Linked DNA regions of Macaca mulatta: region 1 is linked to region 2. Evidence: chromatin contacts called from public Hi-C data. All regions are on one chromosome and are shown on one strand. The core of a region is the stretch at or near the end of the contact, and the rest is flanking DNA. Distances in the headings are between cores, read along the strand shown. Region 1 has its middle 150 kb from the start of FRMD4A. Region 2 overlaps FRMD4A (FERM domain containing 4A).

Evidence for each region. Hi-C and Micro-C count contacts between places; a contact is called where the count stands out from the background.
Region 1: a Hi-C map of fetal cortex germinal zone shows a contact between it and region 2, with 2.4 times the contacts expected there. The contact joins two enhancer-like sites. A contact is called at or near these places in 2 of 14 Hi-C or Micro-C datasets (fetal cortex germinal zone and fetal cortical plate).

The regions. Positions count from the first base shown.
Region 1 is chr9:15,724,659-15,730,980 of T2T-MMU8v2.0, reverse strand. No RefSeq gene overlaps it. Among named protein-coding and RNA genes, the nearest start is that of FRMD4A, 150 kb to the right of the region's middle. Within about 2 kb of position 3,415, at least 4 of the 40 cell types and tissues checked have an H3K27ac peak or open chromatin away from gene starts, as enhancers often do. A contact at or near this core is called in fetal cortex germinal zone, where this site is marked.
Region 2 is chr9:15,341,135-15,347,392 of T2T-MMU8v2.0, reverse strand. All of the region lies in intron 4 of FRMD4A (FERM domain containing 4A), which reads left to right. Among named protein-coding and RNA genes, the nearest start is that of PRPF18, 210 kb to the right of the region's middle. Within about 2 kb of position 3,907, at least 25 of the 40 cell types and tissues checked have an H3K27ac peak or open chromatin away from gene starts, as enhancers often do. A contact at or near this core is called in fetal cortex germinal zone, where this site is marked.

The sequences.
Region 1 (6,322 bases), core at 2,166-4,665, 380 kb before region 2:
CAGTCCTGATTTATGTGGACTCCTGGACAGTATGCCCGCACGCACACGTCCACACACACACACACACACACACACACACACATACACACTTATTTTTTTAATTCTCGGCTATTCAGGAACAGAGTCCATAAATCTGTTTTTGAAACTTTCTCTAAAAAGAGGCTACAGTTATATGCCTCTAAACATCTGGCCAAACTGCAAAAAAACCCAGTTAACTATCCAGATGTGAAATTCACACTGGGCTGAACATGGGTTTTTAGAAGTACCCACGCAGTGGGATTTCTTTTTCAGCTTTCTGTACACAAACTAGAAAAGCAGCTCAGTAATGGTGTCGACTAGATCCATTCTTGTGGGGGTCCCACTTCTTAAGAGAGGAATGAATGATGAATAAATGAATGAACGAACGAACAAATGCAACAGTACTCTCAGCTCTAGAGAGAGCAAGCTACAGAGCCCAAAGCGGCTGGATGCTCCCGCTCAGCCCCCCTCGCCTCCTGCCCTGGGTGAGCTGCCCTGTGGGTTGGTTCAGATCACTTTTCCTGGCTCAAACGCGTTACCTAAGACAGAGATCGTTTGTCAAGTGAGCAGGGTACACAGAGAGCTGTAGGCAGATTATGGAAAGAGAGAGGGAGGAGAGAGAGGGAGGAGAGAGAGCGCGGGAGAAGGAGAAAGAGAGAGGGGACCAGGGCGAGGAGCGGAGCAGGCTTCTCCAGGAACGGCGCTTTGCCGGCGCTGGGGATTCAAGTTAGGCCGGGTGGTGGTGCAGAGGCGCCACCCGGAGAGGGGAGCCACCACGGCTCCAGACATGGCTCTTTTCATGTGGGATGCTTAAGCACAGCACACAGGGAGAGTAACTTGCAGGAGACAGAAACTGGCATGAGGATTCTGCCACCATGGAAGGGCTCCTGTCTCCGATGAGGACGAAGGTAAGGGGAGTGGATCTGGATTTCTTTTCCTTCTGCTTGGAGGGACAGAAAAGGCTCTGTGCATGGGAGGAGGCTCACGGAGCTTTTGTCTTATTTCAGAACTAGGCTGGCGATTGCAACTGGATCTCTCAAAGAATAGGCTTGCCTGCACGGCAGCGCGATCTGAGGGGAAGGGGAGAGCCGAGGGGAGCGAGCCATCTGTCAGCGTGGACAATGGGAACCTCAGTAAATGAGTTCGCCTCTCGGTTGATTAGACAGCCATATTTTAGCAGGATTTCCAATCACTCTTGCTTTGGAGCCGTGCAGCCCTCGGAGCTGTTCGTTTGCAGGAAGTACCAATGTCTCAGACCGTATTGCTGTTTAGCAGGAGGAGTAACACGTTTAAGGCAAAGAGTGTGCCCAGCTCCCGCTTGAAATATCCTCTTTCCTCTTCCTCCTCCTCTTCTTCGGAGCAGGAGGATCAGGGAATCCTCTCTGTGGAAAGTAGGTTAATGCATTCTGGAGGCCAATGTGTTCTCGGAAAACTAGCAGACCTGCAGAAAAGATTTCAGGGCACTGCTCTAGCCTGACATCTTGAACTTGGTCCCTTAACATTTAGAAATGTTCACGGGGAACTGGTTTTAGTCTCCTGAAGACTCTAAGCACTTGTTCTTCTTGACTGGAGTTTGTTTTTTCACTTTCAAGAGATGCTTTGAACGTGGGGTTTTCCATTATAAGCTTAGACGATGAAGGTGCTACTTCATATCTGCTATATTTACCTATAACTCTGAATGGATAGGTCAAAAGTTTTCAATAATGCTAGAAATATTACTTTTCTTAACCAGAAATTTCAAAACAAATCAAGGGGCAAATAGCTCTCTAAGCACACAGCAGAGTTAAAGTTAATAGGACAAGGCTTTGATTTACCTCATCTGTTTGATGCCCGGTTTAATGATTCAGACACAAATAGACTCTTTTGTCATTGAACATTTTTTTTTTCCCTGCTGGTTAATGAGCCTGACCACGATGTTTTCAGGGAATGTTAGAAGTAGGTCTTGTGCACGAAGACACCCCCACCCTTTGCGAGAATTTCCCATCTCTGTTATGTTCACCCATGGCTGAGAGTCATTCATTAGAAGGATAGTCTCAAGTGAGCGTTTGTTACAAAGGCTCTAACTCCAGCCCTTCAATGGGCTGGCAGACCTTCTTTGAGATCCCGTTGGTGACCCATTTTTTCTCTCTGGGCTTGTAGCTGGAGTCCTGTTGCTTACAGGCAGTACACTTTAATCCAAGGTACCGTAGAAACATCAGGTCCTGTTTCATGATCCCCTACCACAGCAAAGAAAATGGCAAATGACACTGGCATCCTAGCTCACTTGATTGACAGGATGAGGTTTGAATGCTTTGGGGAATGGCATCGTAATCTGTTCATTTGACCAGGTTTTCAAATTGCAAACTATCACAGTATTGTGCAGTTTCCGGTGCGTAACAGATCTGTGGATCTGAGCTCCTAACCTCAAGCGAGGACAACTCTCATAGACTTGGAAGGGAGTTCCCTATGCAAATAATCAGGACCCAGGCTCTGTGTAAATCACACTATGAGCTGATTAAAATGACATGTGATAGTCGGGGGAGAAATGGACGTCAGTGGGTCAGGCTGCTCACGTATTATATTTATCAGTATCACTCACATCATGGCCTGTTCCTTGATCATCATATTGTCTAATAAACATGAAACTGTGGGGTTTGGTTCCTACCAAAGTTTAAACATAAAATCTCTACATAGCAAATAGATTCTCATTCAAGCCCTTCAGTTTTTAGGTTTCAAGGGATTTGTGTATGCGTGTGTTTTTAAATTGCTTCTGTGAATTCTTTTTTAGTCTTTTTATTTCTGATGCTGGAAATGGATATTTCCATATTGAAAATTCAAATTGCATTTGAATTCAGTGACCTACAATATCATCATGACTCAGGGAACAAGACCCGACTGGCAAGAGGAGAATCCCATTGATAAGGCTTGGTTTTAGATCCTAAGTTGCTCTGTCCAAATGTTGTTGAAATTACCCAGTGATATTTTTAATTTATCCAAAGACATATCCGTGACAACGTGGTTGCCATACTTAAACTTTGATCACATTATGCCTCCTTAAGTCTGTTCTGAAATATTTTCTCCCTTTGGTGAGGATTTAGCTTGAAGTTTCTGATTTCCTGGTATCATGATAGGTAGACAAAGGAAGCCTCCTAGAGCTAAATTTTGGCATGTTATGGTTACTCAATAACTTATGGACAGTTTAAAGCAAGCATTGAGGTAAATTGGACATCATGCAATAATTTCATTATGCCATGTAATGGACTTAACCAGTCTAAATCATGGGTGCTTAATGCATTTTTGTCTTGGGATTTGCATAATTGGCACATAAATATGCATGAGATTAACTGGAAATGGCAAAACAGGGTGAGAAAACGTTCATGAGCATTGAAATTAAGGCAGTTGCAAAGAGGGCACCTGAACATACTCTGTCTCCTGGGTGGGCAGCCACAGTTGACATACCTAGAAACAGACAGGGTGGCAGCTGGCCTCCCCTAATCACAGTTAGTGTATTGTCAGTGATACACGGCCATTGCACAGCTTTGACTTTTGGCTGGATTCACTTGGGCACACTGCTTATTCTTCTTTTTATATATAATGCAATCTAAAAGAGTCTGATGGATACACTTCTAATTGGCCTTCTGGCAGGCCCTGACACAGGTCTCAGGATTCCAACCATAGCAAATGATGTTTGCAGAGGCAGGGGTGAAGAAAGCAAGAAGAAAAAAGAGAGAGAGAGAAGGTGATTGAGTGGTTTCTTCTATGAGAGTAAAGGAAATCATTTTATAATCAATCATCTCTGTGCATATTTTTAATATGTCCTTTTAGTTCAATTTTTAATCCTCCAAACTTCATAATTGCCTCTGATCTTCTGAGCACTGCTTCCAGTGAATGAGGCTGGCAAAAAACAAACACACAAACAATAAAAAAAAAAACTCCCCTCATATTCAGTGTCTTGTGATTCATGGTGGCTGCAAAATTTGCAGGGAGCACTTTGGTAAGGCCACATGAAATCAGGCCAAGTCTTGACTTTTCATGACTGTGAGGAGTGTATTTTGAAGAAACTGCAGCATCAAAAGAAGATGGAGAGGAAGGGAGGGGAAGAAAAGAGGAGAGGACAAGACAGGGGAGAAGAGGCCAGGGAAGAGAGGTAGGGGAGGGGAAGGGAGGGAAGATGGCTTGATTGGAGCCCTTTTTTATATCCAAATAAGATTATAGCTATGTTTTTACCAAATGTTTGTGCAGTGAATAGAGAGTGGATGGAAATTAACCCTAGAAAGGAGAGTCGTAACTTTTAAAAAGTTGATTAACTATTTCATGTGCTAATTTGAGTTTTTCTAAATACTCCAATATGGTTTCCTTTAATATTTGCTTTCAGTTTACAATCACCTAACTGCCCAGAGATGGTGTCCTTTTGTCTGTCTGACCTTGTCTTATTTCTCCTACAAAGACATGTCCTACACTGTACTTCAGATACTTTTTTAAAGGAATGCTTCTGATTTGTGGCATAAAGTAACTTTCTAAAGGAAGTCTTCTGAGAGGATCTGGTCATGTAATGAAAGGGGCAATTAAGGGGAAATGGAAGCAGATCTTTTAAAGAATGAGCATTTGAAATTAGCACAGGAATCATGTCCGGCGAGTCCCACTCTTTTGTATCCGGGGATAATAGTCAGCCACACATAGCTAGAGTTAGTTCAAGAATTGTCTTTCCTGATCATGCTATATTTTTGGAAACAGATTAGATACAGAGGTAAGATGTCAAAATTCTAAAATTGCACACAATATAGAATCAAAAGGAGAATAAAATATGTACAGTCAAAGCTCTATGGCTCTTTAGGGCAATTATTATAGAGTATGTGAAACCCTTAAAGTCACTTGGAATTATTCAACATCTGCTTGAAACTTTGCCAGGACTCCATGATAGTGCCTGGAATGATCCACTGTGTTCCACCTGCCTGTACATGAATTCAGATCAAACACTGGAATTTCTAATGTAAAGAACTCTGTGAACCAGAAATCACTAAGGGTTACGGAATGGTTAGCCTGAGTGGGATGACTGTGGAAGGCTTGACAATTACTTGCAAATACACTAAATATCACACAAGATTTTGCCCAAGCCAATGACAGCCTATACTTTATCTTAATGGAGACTTGAGTAAGAGGAGATTTGTTGGAGCTGAAGAATGACAGGTTTAGATTAAATTCAAGGAAATATTTGCTGACATCAAAATGTTTTCCTAAGAAAGTTTAAGACAGTTTCTAATCTGAAGGGGCTTCTGAGATAGTGTTCCAAGAAAGGGCCACATACACAAAGCGACCCCCAAATACAAGAGGAGACAAGAAACCAAAGAATGAGGACAAAATCCAGTTTTTTGGTAAAGGGTGATTTATTTGGGGAACTTACAAATGGAAGCATGGTCTTTGGCAGCAGAAAGACAGGGAGATCTCCATAATGTTATGTCACCCCCAGACCCAGGACTTATCTACCATAGGAAAAGAGTGTGTGTACTCTGGGCAGGACAATTAAAGGCAAGCCTACAGAATAGGCAAGAATGCTATGCATGTCACAGCCTATAATTTGTGTGATGACATCAAGATTGACATGTTCTTACACTAGGGATGGTAAAGAAAGTAGGAACCAGGAGGCATTCACGGAACTGGGGCTAATCAGAAGACAAAGTGGCAGATTAGCATCCAAGATGGAGTCACTTCATCTCGGAGTCACTCCTCAAATAGGCAAGGGATAATCTTACCAGAAAAGGGATTCTTCCACCTGAGAACGCAGGAGGAGCTGATGCAGACATTGTATAGTTTAATGATGCTATTAAATTTTTACCATAAAGCCAATAAAACCAGAAATAGGTTTGTGTATGATGTACACATCAGATTCTCTTACAAAGAGCTACTATGATGCGTTTATTAAACTGCTGACCTCAGTTGGGTGCAAACAGGAAATAACTTTAGTCTTTTTCAGAACAACCCCCTTCAAGGCATCTGTGAGTTGTGGGAAGACTGTCGAGGGCTATAGGACAATTTAGTTAATGAAAAGGAAATGTGAAAGGCACCATGGCTTATCTCTAGACAGACTACCTACATTCAGATTGTAGCTCTGATACTTACTAGGGTGTATGTTTTTTGAGTCTCAGTTTTTTGGTATATAAAATGTATGTAGTAATGGGACTTATAGATCACTTTCAGAAGTTAATACATTCATGCCTGAAAGGTCTTGGCACCTCATAATAAATGTTAGCTCTTACTAGTACGAATGTGTAAACAAATATATGAATGAATATGTGAAGAAGCGCAAATCTCATGACCAGTGCCTGGA
Region 2 (6,258 bases), core at 2,658-5,157:
GTGGCATTTCCAAGAGATCCTGTGTATCCCTTCAGTGTGGTAGCCTGCCAAGACCTGTGGCCAGAGTTCTCCACTGCTCCCTGTGTAGGCAGAGCCAGGAGCAGCCAAGTCAAAGGCGGTGACCCCAGCCCTCCTTGTGACCCACTCTTGGCCATGTTTGCAGAACCAGCGTCCACCTGTAAAGATGGTGTTCAGGACAGGTGCATACCACCACGAGTGGCAGGCTGCCACTCTGAAGGGATACGCTGGATATCTTGGAAATGCCACATTGGAAGAGGAAGAGCCATCTCAAATGGTAAAGCAAGAATTTTCAGGACCTGAGACATTTGCTGTTGGTCCCACTAGAGAAGGTCTTGCCATTTTCTGCATTTTCTGACACCGTGGACACCCGCGGAAAAGTGTTCTTTGTTGCATTGTGCTTTTCTGTCTCCTAGAGAGAAAACTTCAGGGTCCACTCGCACCTTGTCATCACCCTGAGCTGTGTCACTCCCGAGACTTACAAGCCCAAGTCCACCATCATCCCAGCTGTAGCATGCAGCAGCTTTCTCACTGCTCCTCCTGTGCTGTTTCTGCGCCATCAGCCACACCTTCATTTATGGGCTCACAGATGTCCCTTGAGATGTCCCTTGGCGTAAGCACTGCTCTAGGAGCCAAGGACAGAGCAGTGAACAAAACTGATAGACCCTGTCCTCAGGCAATTTCATGTCCATTTCCTCCAGCTTCTGAGGTCCTATCAGCCCTGCCTGTCCTATTTTTTTTTACCAATTCAATGCAAATCCATTGTGCACCCTTCCAACTACTTCCTGACCCTGGGCCACACCTCCCTTGGCTGCTCACGCTTTCTCTGTCTCTCCCTTTCTCTCATGCACACACCCACCCCCAGGGTTGGACTGGTCCTACCACACACACACCTTTTATTTCTACCCGCGAGCTTCTGGGTGTGGTCAGGAAAAGGTTCATGCAACTTCAGGTTGGTTCATGGTTATTGTGATGAATCCCACACAGATCTTCAGTATTTCTAGCCAGTTCTGCCAGGGGTGCCTGCTCAGGGTCTCTGTGCCCCACTGTGGTTTTACCTCTTGCTTCAGGTCCTGGATAGTCAAGGCTTTTGCTCTAAGAAGATGCTGCTGCTTATGTTTCTGCAGAGAAAACAAAGCCAGCACCAGGGAGCTCCTAGTCCTACTTCTTTACCCACAAACTAAATTGTATCTTTAATAGGGTTTTTGCGGCCTCCCAACCCACTCACTGCACACACGCAAATGCATGAGCATCTCAGAGGAAGACCCTTAGCCCATCATCCAGCACTCACTGATCCATGTGTACCTCAATCCTAGCCCCTTCTGTCACCTCACAGAGCTTCTCCCTTGAGCCTTTCCTCTGTTTTTCTCTATCTTAAGCATCTCCTCCGTGGATTCCTCCCCTTCGTGACCACGTCCCAATCTAACTGAAGAAAACGCCCTCTCTGATGCACAGCCACCTCCAGCCAGTGCCCTCTGCTACCCCTTCTGCTCTGCACGCAGCAGCCACGAGAGATGGGTCTGCCCTTGCTGTCACCCCTTCCCCACAGGCCTCTCGTTCCTCATTCTGTGGCCGTCCAGCTTCTAGTGCTATCATACCCCCGGTCACTGGAGGTCTCTCGCCCCTGGCTCCACAGGCGTGCTTCTGCCCTGCTCCGACATGGCCTCTGTGGCTCTGGGCTCATTTGAACATGCTGCCTTTCAGTTCCCCCTTGCTCTGTGGCACTACATTCTCCTGGACCACCTCCTCTTTGTCCCCTCTGTCCCTGGCTCAGGGCAGGTTCCGTGTTCTGCTGTGCTGTCCCTCGAGCCCTGGTGTCCATGAGGTCACGTCTTGCTTGTCTTCTCTCCCTGCACCTTCCCCTCGTGTGATTTCACCCCCATCCACAGCTGCCAGTGCAGCCTCTTTGCTGGAGACTCTCCATCCTCTGCCCCAGTCCCGACCTCTCTTCCAAGCTCCAGGCCGTCTCCGCTGATTGGCATTTCCGCACAGATGCAGCTGGAATCTAATGACATTGTCATCTTTCTGCCTCCAAATGTGCTCCCCTTTCGGTGTCACCTCCTTGTCTTTGTGATAGGCACCACTACCCATGCGGCCCCCAAAACCAGAGACTTGGGAATCAACCTTGACCTCACCGCTCCCTCCCACCTGCCTCCTCCTGTTCCCTCAGTCACTACTCCCTGTTATTCCTGCATCTTAAACAGCTCCCTATCCATCCCTTACTCTCCATACACAGCCTAATCATAATTAGGGCTTCCATAAACCTCTCCTGGACTCAAGATCTCCTTGTTCATCTCTGCATGTTGTCTTGATCCCTTCCAAACTCCCCTATATGAAGACACTGAGCATCTTTCTAGAATTCTCTTCTGATCCTTGCTCATAATTTTTTTTCAGCTTTCCATTATCCTCAGAAGAGGACATCTTTAGCGTGACTTGTATGATGTGACTTCTGCTTAACTGTCCACCTCTTCTCACTCCCCTCACCACATAACACACACACACACACACACACACACGTTATAAGCAGCCAGCAGTGGTCCATATATGACCAGGAGCACCTTCAACTGCAAACCATTGTTTAGTTCCAGAAGGCTTGGGAACAATGGCTCTCTGATATTGTTCACCAGGCAAGCTTTAGAAATAGGTAAAGAAAAAATATAAGGAAAATATACACACCTAAGGAAGTCTGTGTTGTGTGTGTGTGTGTGTGTGTTTGTGTGTGTAGTCTTTTTATAGGCACAACCTTGTGCTCAGAATGAAGCCTACATATCTGGATTATTCTTTAATTACATATCCTTCTACCAAGTATCACTGTAGCTCTGATCATCTAAACTCCTTGTAAGAAAATAAACAGAGATTAGATTTGCCTCTTCAAACTTTGAGTTTCACAGACAATAAACTGAAGCAAGCAGCAAAAAAAATAAGAGAGGAGAAGCCTGATCGGGGAGGAAGGATTTTACAGCCAAGTCCACAGGCCGGATTCTTGGTGTCTTCTCTGGCCGATGGAGACAGCAGCTGCTACTTCCTGTCACTCGCAATAACAATGATGGCGTGGATCTAAAATGAGGTTCCTGCTAACCAGAGCTTGCTATATTTCAGCTAGGTGTCCCAGTTAAGATTTTAGAGGCATTGAGATTCTAAGCATCAGAGGCTTGGCTACAGAAACTCACAGTTTATTGCTCTCATTATCATGGCTCTTATTTGCCACCAAGAGTAGGCATTTCAAATGTGACATTTGTGTTCATTACAAAATGAAATCACTGGTCCATTTAATTAACACTTGCTGTAAATATTCAGTGATTCCCAAGTGCCCAGGGCTGGATGGGGAAGGGAAAGGGAGAGAAGGGGGGATGGAGGAGAGACCTGGCTGATGTCATCTGGCTGGGCCCTTGCCATCTGACTAGACAGTGTTCAGTCTGTTGCAATCAGAGGCTTTCACTTGTCAAAGAAGGGGACGGGACTCCCCGAGGCTTTAGAGGCTGTTTAATATTTAATAAGCTCAAACACATAAACACAGCGCACCTATTTATTTCTCCTTCAGACTCTCTGATAAAATATTCTCGGGTCTGGATCATCTGAGCTAGTTTGGGTGGACGGTTGCTTGTGGAGTCAGGAAACCTCTTAGCGAGGTCTGTGCTCCATCTAGAGTGTTCCTTTCAGCTCACATATGTGCCCCAAGATTCAGTCCTGCTAAATGTGCCCCAAAAACCAGTTTAAAATGTAGGTCTGATTATGATTCAGCTGTGGCGAGGCCAGCCGATGAGGAGAGGACAGACATTGAAAAGATCGTCACTCAGTTCCCGGGAGGAGGGGCCACACCGTGCCACGCAGGGCCACGTGGGAGGCACTGGGGTTAGTCAGGAGGCAGGGGAGCCGGGGAACAATTGGCAAGAGCATTTTTTGTGGTTTCTGTGGGGAGGAACAAGTAAGGCTGGGAGAGCAGGCTTGGGATTGGCTAGTTTAAATAATTTCAGCGGGCTCTGTGGCATGGGAGCTGCCCCTGGTTGTCTGGTGCATGTCCCTGGGGTGGTGAGGGTGGAGGAATAGTGGCCCTGGGTGTGAGAGCCGAGAGGTGGCGGGAGGGGTGGACCCTGGATCCATGGTGACATGTGGAAGTCTTGGGGTCTGGAAATTGGCTAACGCTGGCACCAGCAGTCCCTCCAGGCCCAGCAAAGCCACAGACATCCAAGCATCACAAAGCCATGGTCAGTACACAGCCAGACTCGGAACTGTCCATGCAGACCCTCTGAATCTGAACAGCCTTCATTTCCCTGGTTACCCAGAGACCTGGAATGTTCTTTGTGAACCTTGGAAGCACTCCCTGCTCCACGCTGGTAGTTAAGGAAATGCAACATCGCCACCTACTGCTGAGGCTCTCCTGAAAATCAGAAAAAGAACCTACCTTTTTTTTTTTTTTTTTTTTTTTTTTGAGACAGATCTGCCTGCCTCAGCCTCCCAAAGTGCTGGGATTACAGGCATGCCCGGCCAAAAACTATGCCCGGCCAAACACTGGATTTAAAAAATAAATAAATAAATAAATAAATAAATGAAGAAGCTGGCCTGTAATCCCAGTACTTTGGGAGGGTAAGGTGGGACGATTACTTGAGCTTAGGAGTTCAAACCAGCCTGGGCAACATAGCGAGACCCCATCTAGACAGAAAATAAAAAATTAGTCAGCATGGTGGCTTATATCTGTAGTCCCAGCTATTTGGGAGGCTTAGGCAGAACGGTCACTTGAGCTCAGGAGGTCGAGGCTGCAGTTAACTGTGGTTGCACACTGCACTCCAACCTGAGTGACAGAGCAAGACCCCATCTCAAAAGAAGGAGAAGGAGAAGAAGAAAGAAGGAGAAGAAAGAAGGAAGAAGAAGAAGAAGAAAGAAGAGGAGGAAGAAGAAGAGAGAAGAAGAAGGAAGAAGAAGAAGAAAATTTTGACTTTGAATCCAAGCCATCAGCCCTCCCCATCTTCCCAAAAGGCTCTTGTCCCTGGTGCCCCTGGTGTGCACCGTGCCTCTCTGGGCGTGTGGGTGGAGAGGTCTGAGCTCTTTTTCTCTGCCGGCATTTTTGACTCAGTTCACTGGCGTGGAGGGAAAGTTTGGGATGAGCTCCATACCCTCCCCTAATAGAACAATGATATGACAGGCCCAGAACTCACCGGGTTTTCCAGGCTGTCGTCTTGGTGATAAAAGTTAACAGGAAACTGCTTTCCACTTCTGTCGAGAGGAGGTGATTTTTTTCTTCATCTCAGAATATGCGTGTTATTTCCTGTACCTTCTCTGCCCCTTTTATGGCCAGACAACATAGAGCTCGGTGGAAATGAAGGCAGTCGCGGAGATGTAGAATTTGCCACCTGAATTCAGTTTTCCATCATTTGAGAGTGGAAACGAAAAGGGAAGCATTATATTTTCTTAATACACTATTCAGGAGAAAATTGGGGTGGAAGAGGCAGGATGCTTTACTCTTTAATTTTTAAGAACTAAAGCAAATGAGATTCTTTTAAGAAACATATGGCATTACTTTGAAAATTAAGTTATTTCAGACCTTATACGAATTTAGACTCAAAATCATTATTAGAGCACGAAGGCCGCCATCAACTTCAGGAGGCCTCTGCTAATATTCCAGTATTAGGATTTCTTTCTCTCTTCCTTCCCTCCCCTTTCTCTCCCTTTCCTCCCTTTTCCTTATTTTCCTTCCTTTAGTTTCTTTTGTTAATCTGACCACCCTTTGCCAAAGGCCCTTTGCAAAGGACGTGGATTTATTTATTCATTTTTGAGACGGAGTTTCGCTCTTGTTGCCCAGGCTGGAGTGCAACGGTGCGATCTTAGCTCACTGCAACCTCCACCTCCCAGGTTCAAGCAATTCTCCTGCCTCAGCCTCCCGAGTAGCTGGGATTACAGGTGTCTGCCACCATGCCCAGCTAATTTTTGTATTTTTAGTAGAGACGGGGTTTCACCACCTTGGCCAGGCTGGTCTCGAACTCCTCACCTCAGTTGATCCATGTGCTTCCGCCTCCCAAAGTGCTGGGATTACAGGCATGAGCTACCGTATAGATTTATTTTTTGAAAATCAAATCAAATCAAATTTATTTTGCTTTGAGATGTAAAATTTGCTACTGCCATTCTGCTCCCCATTCTTAAAGAATAAAAGTTGTTTAACTTTACTGTGCCTCTGAGACCATGGAGGTCTCCTCTGTGATCTAAGACACCTGCTCCAGAAGCAGGGGGCAAGTGCTTGGCAGGGGC